2 separate regions of the Sus scrofa genome follow, and region 2 is linked to region 1. The links are chromatin contacts, called in public Hi-C maps. All regions are on one chromosome and are shown on one strand. Each heading gives the region's core, a stretch centred on a gene start, on an enhancer-like site or on the middle of the called end of the contact. The rest is flanking DNA. Distances are from core to core; before and after follow the strand shown.

Region 1 (7,418 bases), core at 2,968-5,467:
ATTCTTTCTACCCTTGAGAAATTGGTTATTGAGAAGTGGCTTTTTTTCCCCTTTCTTTTTTTTTTTTTTACCACACTAAATGTAGTGTTGCTTATGTAAACCCTGAAACATATATACAAATAATTTCACTTGGGGCGAAAGGAGGAAAAATTTGTCAAAATTCTCCCCTTTTCTCAAGTGATCTCATGAGAACAAAAGGGTAAAAAGAGAGTGAATCAAGTTCAGGAGAGGTCAACATGAAAAAGGCTAGGACTTCGGCTAGCATGAAAAATGATGGTCGTTATCTTTTATCATCCATGTCCAAAACTGCCTGACTGCTCATAATATTAGGTGAACATAATCTAATATTTTAAAATAATTTTAAAAGTTTCCAGTAAGATAGAATTCCAAACAAATAATGCACCAAGAAGAAAAAAATCCCATTACTTTTCTAATTTCTCATTTTATTCTGACAGCTTTGGAAGAGTAACAGGAAGTATCTTTTGATGAAGAAATTCCAAACTGGCTTCAAATGAAAAAAATTCTTGAATCTATTTTGTGAGACACTTTCAATTTCTGGGCTTTGTTTGATCATTATAACTTTGTAGATTCAGCAAAGTTTTTGGCCTTCAAATGATGTAAATATGAGAACTTCATTCCAAATTTCTGCCTACGTAGCTCAGAGTTATATGGCTAGTGAATCTATTTGACTTTCCACTTTGATTATGAAATTAACCAGATAATTCTCAAATTTCTATTTCACTTAGTGGGATTGCCAGTCACCAATGATCCCCTACTCCTGGTGTTCATGTCCCAGTGTCACCCTTTCCTATACTGAATAGAACTGACCTGTGTAGCCAGTAGAATATTGTGCAGAAATGTCATAGAAGACATTGCAGCTTCTGCTTTGCTATCTCTTAAATCAGCAATGAGGACTCTCAAATAGCCCTATAGAGAGATCTCTTTGGGGGGGGGGGGAACAGAGGCTTCCTATCAACCCCAGGCATCAATTTTTAGCATGTAAGGGAACCTTTTTAGAAATGGATCCTTTAGCTCCAGTCAAGCCTTCAGATAACTGTAGTCCCAGCTGACGTCTTGATTACAAGCTCATAAGAGACCCTAAGCCAAAACTAGCTAAGCTGATCCTGAATTTGACTCACAGAAACGATTTGAAATAATAAATGCCTCTTTTTGTTTTAAACTGCTAGGTTTGGGGATGCGATTTGTTACGCAGCAATTGATAACTAATACACCCAAGTAAGCATTTAAAACCCAATATTCACAGAGCCAGTGTTTATGAACCTTTCAAGGTCAATAAATGTAAAAAAGTTCCACTTTAATCCCTGTGGCAAACATTTTTTAGGTTTTTGATACTCCTTGGCCTTTGAACTTCCCTCCTATATTTACAATTCTCCACTTTCTTGATCTTGGTAAGAAGAAGAGCTTTTCCTTCTACTCTAGACTCAGAAAATGCAAGATAACTACTTCGCCACTTCTTCTGGCAGCTGTTACCAAGTGCTCCAGATATGATTTGCCAAGTGTTCTTATTTATCCAGGGTCTTGAATCAAGAGCTAGTGATGGAAACAGGAAGACAAGGACAGAGGAAGTGTCTCATACCCAGTGGCAGTAATGGTGGTATTCTAACCGACAGCATACACTATGGACCAGCAGCTGAGGTAGCAGTGGTCTTCCTCATTAGACTAGTTTCTTCCTGCCATTTCCCAATACTGGTTTTCTAGCCACAGAGATTCCATGAGCCACCCAATAGTCCTTAATAAACTTCTTTTGTGTTAAATCATCATCTGTTGTATGTACACTGTATCATTGTAAGTGCCATGGAAATCACAAGGGCATCAGATACAACAAAAGGCTACCACCAATAAAAATAGTCTGAGAAGAGTTCCATGGTGACAGCGGGTTAAGGATCTGACGTTGTCACTGTCATTTCTCAAGTCACTGCTGTGGCAAAGTTCGATGCCTGTCCTGGGAACTTCTTTATGCTGTGGGTGTAACCAAAGAAAAATTGTCTGAGAGAGAAGATAACCTCATTCTGGCCATTGAATCCATCTTTAAGGATACCTTTAATTGTCAGGGAGAAGCTGAGTCATGAAATGGAAATAAAAATGTTACAGGACATAGTCTATTTAAAATAAACCATTGTAGGTATTCATCAATGAGACAGGAGTTTGGAATCCTCAAACACTGGTGATTTATAAGTGAAACATTATTTTTGTTCAGTATCTTTATAATTACAGGCTTATTAAAATTATTTCTTTTCTTTTTTTTGGCTGGGCCCACAACACATGAAATTTCCTGGGCCACTTCAATGACAATGCCGTATTCTAAACCCACTTTGCCATAAGAGAACTCTAAGTTATTTCTAACCTTTCATGTACCTCAAAAAACAGAGGCATCAAGAAATGAAAAACAGAGTTCACTTTATGGCTGAGTGATTAACAAACCCAGTTAGGATCCGTGAAGATTCAGGTTCAATCCCTGGCCTTGCTCACTGTGTTGGGGATCTGGCGTTGCGGTGGGCTGTGGTGTAGGTCGCAGAGGTGGCTTGGATCCCAGCAGCTGTAGCTCTGATTTGACCCCTAGCCTAGGAACCTGACTATGCCATGGGTGTGGCCCTAAAATAGCCCCCCCAAAAAAATGAAAAAATTAATTAAAAAGCCATACTGGTTAAAGCAAGGATTCTTAGAAAATGAAATTTATTTACATACAACTTAAAATACATGGAACTGAAACCAGCTTTGAAAGTATGAGACAGTCATAAATATCAGATTTTCATACTGTTTCTCTAATTAAAAAGGCATATCCATGGCAGAACTTGGATTGTATGTTTCATCTCTTTCCTCATGTGCCTTTGATTAATACTTGAGTTTCAATCATAAATTCTTTAGGCTGGTAAACAGATATTCAGGGAAGCCAGAGAAATCACCTGTATGAAGAATAAATAATGCAGAGTCACAGCTGCGCCTATATGTCAAATTTCACTTGCTTCATCCCAAGCTTATTATGCTCATCCTCAGCTTCAAACTCAGCCCATTTACATGGCCTTAGTAAATCCTACAAGTCTTTCCCTACCTTTTCACAAGAAAGTACCTAGGATTGATTACTTTTTATTTTTTAAATCTTTTGGAAATTCTTATTTTTTTTAAATGCTACACTCTTTAAATCTGTATTATCTATTCATTAAATTATTTTAATGCATTCATTCAATATTTTAATTTTCACATGTGTTTTATTTTTTATTTTTGGCCATGCCAGTAGCATGTGGAAATTCCCAGGCCAGGGATCAAACCCACGTCACAGCAGCTACCTGAGCCACAGAAGTGACAATGCTAGATCCTTCACTGGCTGCACCACAAGAGACTCCAAAAGCTCTTATTTTTAATTACACAGAGTACATGGATACATTGTTGGTACAAAATCCAAACATTACAGATCAAGCTAAAGCCTCCCTTCCCTTCTACCTAGTTTTCTGTGTATGCTTGTAATCTTCCAGACCTTTTCTATGTATCTGTTGGAATGTGTAGATAGAGTTTAAAAAGTTTAGCTCTACCCTGAATTACAAAGAGAAATCATTTATGTTTAGAGTGCTCATTCATACTCATTCTAATAGCATGAAAAAAATTACTCCAGTGCATCAGGCCCTTCCATCCTCTCTTCCACCATGGCTGCATTGAAATGTGATGGTAGTTAAGGAAGCATGTGGTCCTCCAGTCATTTGTCCCATAGGCATTTGTGGAGAAAAGCCTGTTCCCATCTGCCTGGCTCTTTGGAACTGAGACTGCCTTTGCCACAACAAGATTGGTACAATAAGAATCTGTCTGTAGTGCCTGTTAAAGTAGTAGCATTGGAGAGAGTGTAGCCTTTTGAAAGGCAGGGATGGGAGTAAGGAGAGACAGAACAAGCCAGGCAGAAAATGCAACCAGAAAGGGCTGGGGAGGAATTTCTGAGAAAGCTGGATAGTAGGTCTGTGCATAAGAATAAGAGAAGCAAATGTAGTAGAAAATCAGATTGCAAAGATAGGGTGGAACTACCCTAATATTTTACCCATAAACAAGAAAATATAGTGATAAATTCGACATTTCCTAGTTTCCTTGACAAGTAGCCATTAACTAAAAGAAGACTATTAACCATGAGAAACTGAGTAAAGATTTGGAGTGATTGGATGAACATAGATAGCCTCGCCCTCAGTGTTGATGACAGTCTGCTGATGGATTGCTCTGTGATCCTCCAGCCTATGCGTGTGCACTGCCAGTGTATCTGCTGCTTTCCGCTGGCCAGAGCTCTTGCCTGACAACAGCGGCAGTTTGAGACTCTTAAGTCTATTTTACCATCCTGTGGAGGTAAGAGTTGGATAGTTTATGCATTGACTTCACAGCCCTTTGGGGAGACTGCCAAAGAAAGCATGTTTTGGATAGAAATCTGAAAAAAAAAAAATCAAAAGAAAAAAACAAACAAACAAAAAATTTAAATACCCAAGGGGAATTTGGCATAGGGATAAGGTTTCACATCCAGCTCCTCTCTAGGCTCTGCCATTTAATCATCCTCCAGGAGGCAGAGGCTGCCACAGGGAACCATGGATAGCGATTAGTCCTCCTTAGGCTGCATCTGAAAACAGCCTCCTTTGATAGGCAGTCAGAAAGTAATGGGATTTGGGTTTTAGTTGTAAGGGAATGGTGGAAAATGTTACAAACAGCTGACCTCTTGCGCCCCCACTGAAATGGCTGCCTTCCTCTGCATATTTTATGTTGCTTTGGGGAGAATGACAAAAGACAGATGCTTCTTGTTGGAATGCTAGTTGTTTAATCATTCTTTCTAGTCCCCAGACGTTTACTGTAGTTCCTTGGAGCTGACATCTTGGGCCGTTCCTTGGTTTTCAATATCTTGTAAATGTGTTGTGTTGTGATTTTCCATTGCACGGAATATGGGAAAATCTGTGGGAGAATTTTTTTGAAAAGGTGTTATGTAGCAGCTGGTGTCCTCAGGTCAGAAGCCTTAAACTGGAAGTGCATTAACTGTAAACAAACTGTACACTCATGTAGTCAGACACAAAATACACAACATTGTCCATCTCCTATCTCCCCCAGAGCATCATTCAGTTGTACTAAGATGCTTACCTCCATTCCAAGGGTCAGCAGCAACATACAAACTTCATCTTTCCAGTAGCACGACCTGTCCACATAGCACTCACAAAGGAGGAGACCTGCTTCCTCTCCAGGGTCTGTGACTTCCATGGAACCCCAGGAAACTGTGCAGTAGGCACAATGACTTTCAGAAACAAAGGGATACTCTTGTGTCGGCCACAAACTACCCTGCTCAATAGGTCTCTTGCTCTCCATTTTCATAAAGATAGCATAAAAGAGAATATGAAAAGATGTCCATTTCATCATGTTAAGGATCTAGATAAATGATTAATCTCATGGTCACATACAACTGTTTTCCCGGAAGGATCATATTCCTCTTAACAGGCAAGTCATAATAGCAATTTGAAACATAATTCATTTCTCCTCCCCTAAGCATCTTAACATTTGATAGAACTTCACATTTCTTCTTATTTTAGTGTATCTTGTTTAAATTTATGTATTTTTTCTGATTTTGAGCCTGTGCATTTTTTTTTCTCTCCCTCTTGGTTAAATTTAAAGTTTTTGGAGTTCCCATGGTGGCATAGTGGAATTGCATCTGACTAGTATCCGTGAGGATTCAGGTTCAATCCCTGGCCTCACTCAGTGGGTTGGGGATCCAGCATTGCCGTGAGCTGTGGTGTAAGTCACAGATGCAGCTCAAATTCCCACACTGCTGTGGCTGTGGCTGTGGCCAGCAGTTGCAGTTCTGATTCAACCCCTAGCTTAGGAACATCCATATGCCGTGGACGTGGCCCTAAAAAGCAAAAAAAAAAAAAAAAAAAAAAAAAAAGCAGTTTCTCTTGATTAGTCCTGTGGTCTCCTTCTACCTGGGGTGAGATGATCATTTCTTTCCTCTCTGGTGATTTCCATACCTCTAAGGAGCTCTCTCCTCAGTGTGGGGAGGTTTAGAGAAAAATGGACATGACTAGAAATGGGAAACTATGTCTGAGGTGTCTCTGTGTAGGGGCTCTGTGTATTAAGTAGAAGAAAAGTTTTAGGGAAGGATACATCAGGAACTTTTTTCCTACATACCATGTGGGCTCAAGGGCCATTTGCAAGAAGGTGGAATGAATAACAAGACTTTGCATTTCTATAGCACCCTTCCCAAGGACATTTATAAATATGGAACGATTATCCTCAAAACACTGTCTTCAATCGTTTATTTTCATATTTCATGAAGGGACACCAGACCAGGAGAAGTATCTCAACTCTGTCAGTTTTACCCAGCCCAGAGATGAGTCCTACCCTTCAAAAATGAGTGATGTCATCCAGCCGACCACTGCTGCTCCAGCCTGAAGCCTCCTGCCTCTCTTTGATTCTCCACTGTGTGCAACCAATGTTCTTGGCTCCTTGTGTGATCTTAAAATGAGTGTTGGGTGAATCAGTCAGAAGATTTGGACATTCTGTTCAGAAAATGTGATAAATTCATCAAGATTTGCTGGATCTGCAAAACTCCTGGCATTCTCAGTAGAATAGCAATCTTCTGTCCCCAGATGACTTCATGAAATGTGGGACTTGTGTGAGGAGATGATACAGTTTCTCCATTGCCCTGAAAGAGACACACCCTGTCACAGCTCCCTGCCTTTATCCATGATGTCTTCTCTTCCCTGCCCTTGTCTACCTGTAGCATTCCTCTGCATATTTTAGGACTCAGTTTGACCATTATCATCTTCATCCAGGCTTCACATGCATTCTCAAGTTCTGCTTTCTTAACAGAGTCCCTAATTTGGTCAGGTCTCTAGTCACTCCCTCCCACCAGGGTGAATGCTTGGTGAAAGGCACTGACCTTAGCCCAGCTCTATGAAAGGCCTAATTAGTGTAAGCATAATCTCAGCCCCTTTGCTAGAGATTGTATCTGTGACTTTGACCAATCAGACAAGAGAGGAAGCCTATGGGGGCTCTTGGTCCTCACTCTTCAGAGGAAGAAATGGGTTTGGGGAAGAAATGGTCAGGCTTCTTCCTCTGGGCATGCTGTGTCTGGCTACAGCCTTGGGATGGCTGCTACCTACTCACGTCCAGCTTGAGGATGAAGCAAACACTGACACTGATGATAGCAGAGCAGAGAAAGGATAAAATCCAGTCTTGAAGGCTTTGTAAAGCCATTGAAACAACCAGACTTGAAGTTGGCCCTACTTCTGGATGCCTTCTTATGTAAAATAGTAAATGACCTTATTAACTGTCAGAGTCCTACTTTGTTTCTTGCAGCTGAAAGCCTCATAATGTACCCAATGCTTTTCCTTAACTACAAGCCACATCTTCAGTAAGAACTGAGTATTCCTTCCTTTGATTGCTAAAGGTAT
Region 2 (6,841 bases), core at 1,281-3,780, 190 kb before region 1:
AGTCATTTTGCAGTTAAAAAGCAGTGTGACTCCTCAAAAGTTTGTTTGAAGGATTTTAATAACTGCCCACAACATTGATTTGAAAGTAATGTCTGTGCTAAATATTTTGCCAAAGAAAAATTTTCAACAAAATCTCAGAATTTTAGTTTTTAGCAATTCCTACGGAATTTGATTTTTAGTGACTATCTTTTGATGTTTTTCTGCACCAATAAGCTTCAATTTAGGTGAAAGTTAGTGCCTATTCACCAATTATTTGTATTTTCCATCACCTAAACCAGCCATGGTAGATTTTTTCTCGGCTTGACCACATTACTCTTGAATTATTCTATTTTGGAGAACTAATAAGCCATTTTAATTAGTTCTTAAATACAACTTATGATTATTATATATTTTTATATCATATTTTGTTCCTAAAGTTTGAGGCACTGGCTTCAGAATCATGCCAGATTGTCAGTATGACTAATGCTGAAGCGTTCCTTTTTTTTGTTTTTTGGTTTTTTTTTGCCACAACCATGGCATATGGAAGTTCCCAGGCCGGGGATCCTATCCAAGCCACAGCTTCGACCTGTGCCACAGCTGCAGCACCTCTGGATCTCAACCCACTGCACCGCAGTGAGGACTCCAAGAGTTCCTTTTAAAAGAGTCATTTTGCAAAGAAATAACTTTTAATGAAATGTGAATAGTGTCACTGTAAAAAGAGGAAGGCCAGTAATAAATCATCTTATAGTAACTCTATTTCACGCTTAAACTGCATGGTATTTTTGAGGTATTTTTGCATGTATCACATTGAGTCTGTGAGGTAGAGAAATCAGGTGATAGGTAATTTAAACAATGAGTAAACAAAAGTTACTTGCCCAAGGCATACAGCTGGGTGGCAATAGGACAAGAGTTAGCTTCAGCTAACAGTGCTGTGTGTTTACAGAGTGCTGCCCTATAAATGTGAGCTTTAAGATGTCATTTTCGTGTAGTCCATACATCTCCTTTCCCCTAGTTTTCATACAGATAAGCAAAAGATAATATTATATAATCCATCTGTGATACTCAGAATAATATAAATGGCAAGAATTGGTAGAATTTTATAAATAAAGTAATTATTAAATCCTTCTCTTGTGTTGCCGCTCTGTCATGTGAGGTAGAATGCAGAGTATTTTTAATTTCAAAACAACTTTTTTAAAAAAAAGAACTTTTTAAAAACTTTCTCTTTTAGTAGATCTTGACTTCTGAGGATAGCAAAATTGCTTACTTTGTCATAGGCATTCCACCAGAGTTATGTGAAACAGGAAGATTATTTTCTTGTGGCAGTTCATTTTAAAGGTAAATATAATCAGCTATAGGAAGACCTCACTTTTAAGAAATACAGCCTACAAAACATATTTATCTTATGCAACAGATAAAACTGCAACAATATTACTTGTAAAATTATGGCCTACAGAATATATTCAATAGCAGATGCTACTAGTTCGTGGAGATTGATTTTCTCATTTACAGTTACTTTTTCCACCCTCCTTTTCAGGAAAGCATTTTTTGCCCAGAGTGATGTTTACTCATGTTAACTTACAAATTATTTAGAGAGAGAGAAGGAGCTGGAACTAAAATGTAAAGTTCTGATACAGATGCACTGCAGTACATTTGACCTCTCAACACAGGTTTGAACTGCACATGTCCATTTAAATACAGATTTTTTTTTCAATAAATACATACAGTACAACACGATCATCAGTTAGTTCAATCCTGGAATATGGAACTACAGGCACAGAGGGCCGGCTACTGCAGTAGGTCCTAAAATCAATCCCCTGTGGATACTAAGGAAAGCCTGGGCTTTTGTGGGTGCCAGTGTTTTAATAGGAGAGGAATTGGAAGCTGAGAGTTCTAGAAACTATATCCTGTCATCTTGGATCAAGCATTTGACCTGGGGAGAGGAATGATTTGTCATGTGGAAAGAGAAGTAGACTTCTTTCCTGTCCTAAAGAACCAAACTACACTACAAGTTATAGGGTAACGCTCCTAACAAATGATGCTTCCCAACAGACGAGAAGGCCTTTCTAAAGAGTAGGAGAGAATAGTAGTAAATTCTCCATCACTCAAGTGTTCAAGGGGAGATTTTATCAGCAGGATGTTTTAGAAGAGAGTCCATCACTAGTACAGAAGTTGGTCTAAGTGATTGAAGTCCCTTCCTAATTTTAGAGTCTCTTCTAAGCAGTTATGACCTACCACTAATGCACTGAATTTGCTCCTGTCATAGTTTCTGAATAGCCTTTGGTTGGACCGCAGGTGTGGCCTGCAGTGACCTGACTCCAGCTCCGTCACTGGTCAAAGGACCAGGCTTCTGTCCAGCAGTATGCCTGATCCTGGGGGGAAGCAGGATGTGGCTGAGACCCAGGATCTCAAATCCTCGGCCGGCACTGTCCTGCTGCGGTAGGTTTTCAAGTTGGAGTGCAGAGGAGGCTCTGGGGCAGAGTTACTTTGTTTACAACTCTAAGGCTTTTTGCCTCTAAACCACCATGTGGAAGCCCTGTTTGCTTGTGTGCTGGATTAGGTTCTGTGGAGCTGCAGGGACTACTTTTGCCCTGGTACAGGCCCGGCCTTGACCGGAACAGCCCAGGGCCTCCTTGGCAACTTCTCCTTTTACCTAAGTCCTGGTTTTTCCTGAGAATTCTTAGCATTCTAGTGTGGATAAGAGGCAGAGAAAGTCAAATGCAAAGGAGAGTTGTTTTCCTTCTCTGAAGCCTAGAGCAGACTTTCAGAAATCAAGTAATAGGTATCCTTCCTTTAACAGAAACAAAAAACCTCTCACAGATCTCAGTGTAGACCTTTTTTCTTCCTTACTATTATTTAAATGGATACAAACATGGAGAATAAACTCCTTGCTTACAATTTTTATATGAAAACCAAATTTACAATTAAAATATCAAGCTATTAAACCAGTCAATTTTCAATTCAGATAGGAGTTTAGTGAGGTGATAATGTCGCTCAAATAGAATCACAATAAACTCCCTAACAGTCCTGCAGAACTGTCCTCACTTGCGATTTTACTTGCTTCAAGCGCCATCCTGTCTCTGCCCAGATAACTGAAACCTGCTGACAATGCTGATGATGCATTTAATCCTGCTGGGATTTATCACCCCATGTCCCTAACAATCCCGCACGGATGTGGTGTGGCTCAAGCTGCCAACTCCCATTGGCCGAGACGCCCTGGAAAGATTTTTTAAAACGTCAGCTTTGTGTGTTCCCTGAAGCTTTGAAAGAACTCACCAATAAAATTGCCTAGGCGTGGTACTTTTTTGAGAAGCACTTTTTTTTCTACAACATTCTCTGGTTCTTCTTCATCCTCTTCTTGGTTCACTCTTGATCATTTAAAACACAGATGCCAAAAAATTAACCATCCAGATTTTCAAACATATTTGCTTAGGAATTTATGAATCATTCTCTTAATTCTTTTAATTTCCTCTTTTGCCAGAGTCGTGTTTTCTTTCTCATTTTTAACTTTGTGTATGAATAGTGTCTCTATTTTTTTAAATAGGTTAATGAGCATTTTCTAATTAATTTTTACTTTATTGAAGTTTATTGTGTTCTGCTTTTCTAAAGTTTGTTTTGATCTTTTTTCCATCTGATCTACTTCAAATGCATTTATTTTCTTGCTTGTTGAAGAGCATGTTTATAGCTAGTAGAAGAATTTCTTGGAGTAAGTAGACTTTAGGCTAGTCAGAAAGACTTTAAAATACAGCATTATCATTATTTTCTAAATCTGTTTTGAGTCAAGGGTAGTGTCATTAAGGATTTTACTCATACTTTTGTTAATTTCTAGTTTTTATACACTTGGTTAGAAAATGAGATCTGTACTCTTTCTGTTGTCATTTGCATATTTTTATTGAATTTATTATTGTTTCGCCTGTCCTCTGTACAAAAACTTTTTTGAGAAAGTTGGTATTGGTTTGGATATTTTGAACCAGTTTGAAAGATTTTTGGTGTTTTTTAGATTTGCTCAACTTGCATTTTTGTCTGTTTCATTTCTAGTAGTTACTGTTACATATTTTAAACGAATGTAGAACTTTATTTATAAATGTTTCATCCTCAAAAATTAAAATATGGTTATTGACTCCTTTCACTGAAAGATGGGGAAATTAGGTATTACATTTCCTCCCACTCCCAGTTTTTCTTAATAAGCTCTGAGAACTTTATCCAGGTCTACTATACTTGATTTCATCTATTTTAAGACTCCTGTGTTTTCACATTACCATCTCTGAAATTGGGGTGCTTTAAGCAATGGCATGTTAATATAGCTGCTCCCCCCTAGCAGAAGGATGAAATTGTCTTTGCTTGCACATGCAGGCATTTGGCATAGCTGGATAAATACCACTTCCTGATGTTTCAGTCAACAAACCACTTAAGGACCATTTGAGGGGAAGATAAGAGTCCTAATTGTTGTCTGAAAATCTTTTATCAATACCTCTTGGTAAGATTAAGAACATGCCAGCATAAAATTTTACACAATGAATGTCAGTAGATTAGAAGAAAACCCTGGAGATAGCAGAGAAATTCTCTTAAAATGCTTCATCATCATCACATCTCTCAGTGGTGCAGAGAACCCTCTGCCTGGAAAACCTCAGACGTCTATGATGCTGCATCAAAATGTGACTCAAGAGATACAGCCTCAAAATGGGAAGACATTTTAGAAATATTTTAATTTATTTAACTTATAGTTTCCTTTTTTATGTAATCAGAGAATGCTACATAATAAAGTCTTTAAAAGCTCTTTAAGCAAGATATAAAATGAAAATTCTAAATGACAAAATAATCTGTTTAATTAAGAGTGTTTCTTAGCAGGATGTGGTACCTCTTAGATTTGATGCTGTCATGAATACAATGTAATTTGGAAGTTCTTTTTAAATGTTTTCCTTTGCACCTTTTCTTTCAAGAATTAATAGGTTGGCTTTTAGTTTGTAATCCCATTATCACAGCTAATTAAACTTTATTTGTGCATGATATAACTTATTCATAAATTTTAAATGGCAGTTCATTTCTCAGCTGGGAGCTGTCTTAAAATAGACTTTTCTCTTCTGAAAGTGTTTTTGGCAGATACTCTTCCTGAGGTTTTATTTATTTATTTTTTTCCGCATCTAATAGCTATTTACTAAGTGCAAGATTTTTAGTCATGTTATTGCTCAAAGAGGTTTTACATTTTTATTAATTTATATAGCCATTTAATATAAATGATGACTTTCCCTAAAAATAATTCTTAAGTCACTTTTTTTTCATCAGAAATCTCTTTTTTATCATTTAGTGTTACCAAGAAGTTAAATATTTCCCTGCTGTATTATATATGTTATGTATGCGTGTGTGCGTATAATTTGTTTCCTTTTTGTAGGTGAGCTGTTTTTTGAGCCTCGGTGCATGGATGTCTTTTGTATAAATCCTTTCTATAAACTTTGTGTACTCATCTTTTCTTTCTTTTTTCTTTTTTTTTTTTTTTTTTTTTTTTGTCTTTTCTAGGGCTGCGCCCGTGGCATATGGAGGTTCCCAGGCTAGGGGTCGAATTGGAGCTGTAGCCGCCAGCCTATGCCAGAGCCACAGCAGTGCTGCCAGATCCAGGGCCACGTCTGCTACCTACACCACAGCTCATGGTAATGCCAGATCCTTAACCCACTGAGCAAGGCCAGGGATCGAACCCGAAACCTCATGATTCCTAGTCAGATTCATTAACCACTGAGCCATGACAGGAACTCCTGTGTACTCATCTTTAAACAAAGTTTAACATTCTCATCAGGCCCAATATTTGTCACAAAGTGTTGTAGGTAAAACCTTCCTTCCCCAGTTGCTCTTTAGCTGGACCCTAAATGCCATCTTTGAAGTTCTGCTAAAGACTAGAAGCTGCTTCAAGAAGATGGAGCGGAAGCAGGACCACAGCAAATCACGATGAAGTGTAATTTCCTGGGTGTGTATTTTTCCTCTTGGTTGAAACTCCTGCTTTGAGAGTCAGTTCTATAAAGATACCCCAGGGTGTCTCCTGTTTGTGAGGAGGGGGTATCACTTGTTTTGCTTTGTCCCTCCATTTGAGACTGAGCCCCCTGCTTTGGTAATAAGTCAGGCTAAGTGAAGTGCTTTGAAAGCAATACATGAGCTTTCTCTACAGTTGTGAAATTTGCTACCAGAATTCTTATATAGTAGTTTATATATTCTTATGCTTAATGTATTACATACATTTAACACACTAATAAAATATTTTAATATTTAATACTTTGTAAACTTTGATATGTAAAATTTACACATGTTGACCTGCTGCAAAGATTTTGTATGTTTGTAGATTTGAAAGGACTCACCAGAATCCACAGAACACACTCACATAAGACTTTTATTGGTGCTCCTGTCGTGGCTAAGCGGAAACTAATCAGACTAGTATCCATGAGACACAAGTTCGATCCCTGGCCTTGCTCAGTGGGTTAAAGATCTGCTGTTCCTGTGGCTGTGGTGCAGATCAGCAGCTTCAGCTCTGATTGGACCCCTAGCCTGAGAACCTCCATATGCTGTGGGTGTGGCCCTAAAAAGACCCCCCCCCAAAAGAAAGACTTATTTAAGACAAAAGATGTGGTGCACCAAGAAAAGAAGAGTGTAGACATTGGGGGTCCGAGAGGGAGCCATGCCTAAGCTCCCCAGGGTCCTTCCTACACAGAGACCGCACTGTTTCCAGCTGGAACTACCAGTATCTGTGGAAGGAAAATCTTGACTTTGGGGGAGCTCAGAGTAGAATTTTTATGCCTCTCTGGCCATGCAATCAGCCAGGTTTATGTAATCTATTAGGCCAATTGGAAACCATCATTAAAGAAATTAACCCTGGGGATCCCCA

What was found. Hi-C and Micro-C count contacts between places; a contact is called where the count stands out from the background.
Region 2: a Hi-C map of retroperitoneal adipose tissue shows a contact between it and region 1, with 2.3 times the contacts expected there. The contact joins two enhancer-like sites. A contact is called at or near these places in 12 of 47 Hi-C or Micro-C datasets (alveolar macrophages, brain, embryonic fibroblasts and 6 more) and 2 of 2 datasets of contacts at active chromatin or transcription factors (alveolar macrophages and skeletal muscle).

Annotation. Positions count from the first base shown.
Region 1 is chr13:147,065,605-147,073,022 of Sscrofa11.1, reverse strand. It overlaps CD200R1L (CD200 receptor 1-like), which reads right to left. Exons shown (of 6, transcript NM_001244415.1): 6 at 6,262-6,667. The coding sequence ends at 6,583. Among named protein-coding and RNA genes, the nearest start is that of CD200R1L, 45 kb to the right of the region's middle. Within about 2 kb of position 4,217, at least 10 of the 83 cell types and tissues checked have an H3K27ac peak or open chromatin away from gene starts, as enhancers often do. A contact at or near this core is called in omental adipose tissue, retroperitoneal adipose tissue and skeletal muscle, where this site is marked.
Region 2 is chr13:147,251,285-147,258,125 of Sscrofa11.1, reverse strand. SLC35A5 (probable UDP-sugar transporter protein SLC35A5) reads left to right here. Exons shown (of 7, transcript XM_013982457.2): 7 at 1-5,424. Among named protein-coding and RNA genes, the nearest start is that of ATG3, 24 kb to the left of the region's middle. Within about 2 kb of position 2,530, at least 17 of the 83 cell types and tissues checked have an H3K27ac peak or open chromatin away from gene starts, as enhancers often do. A contact at or near this core is called in omental adipose tissue, retroperitoneal adipose tissue and skeletal muscle, where this site is marked.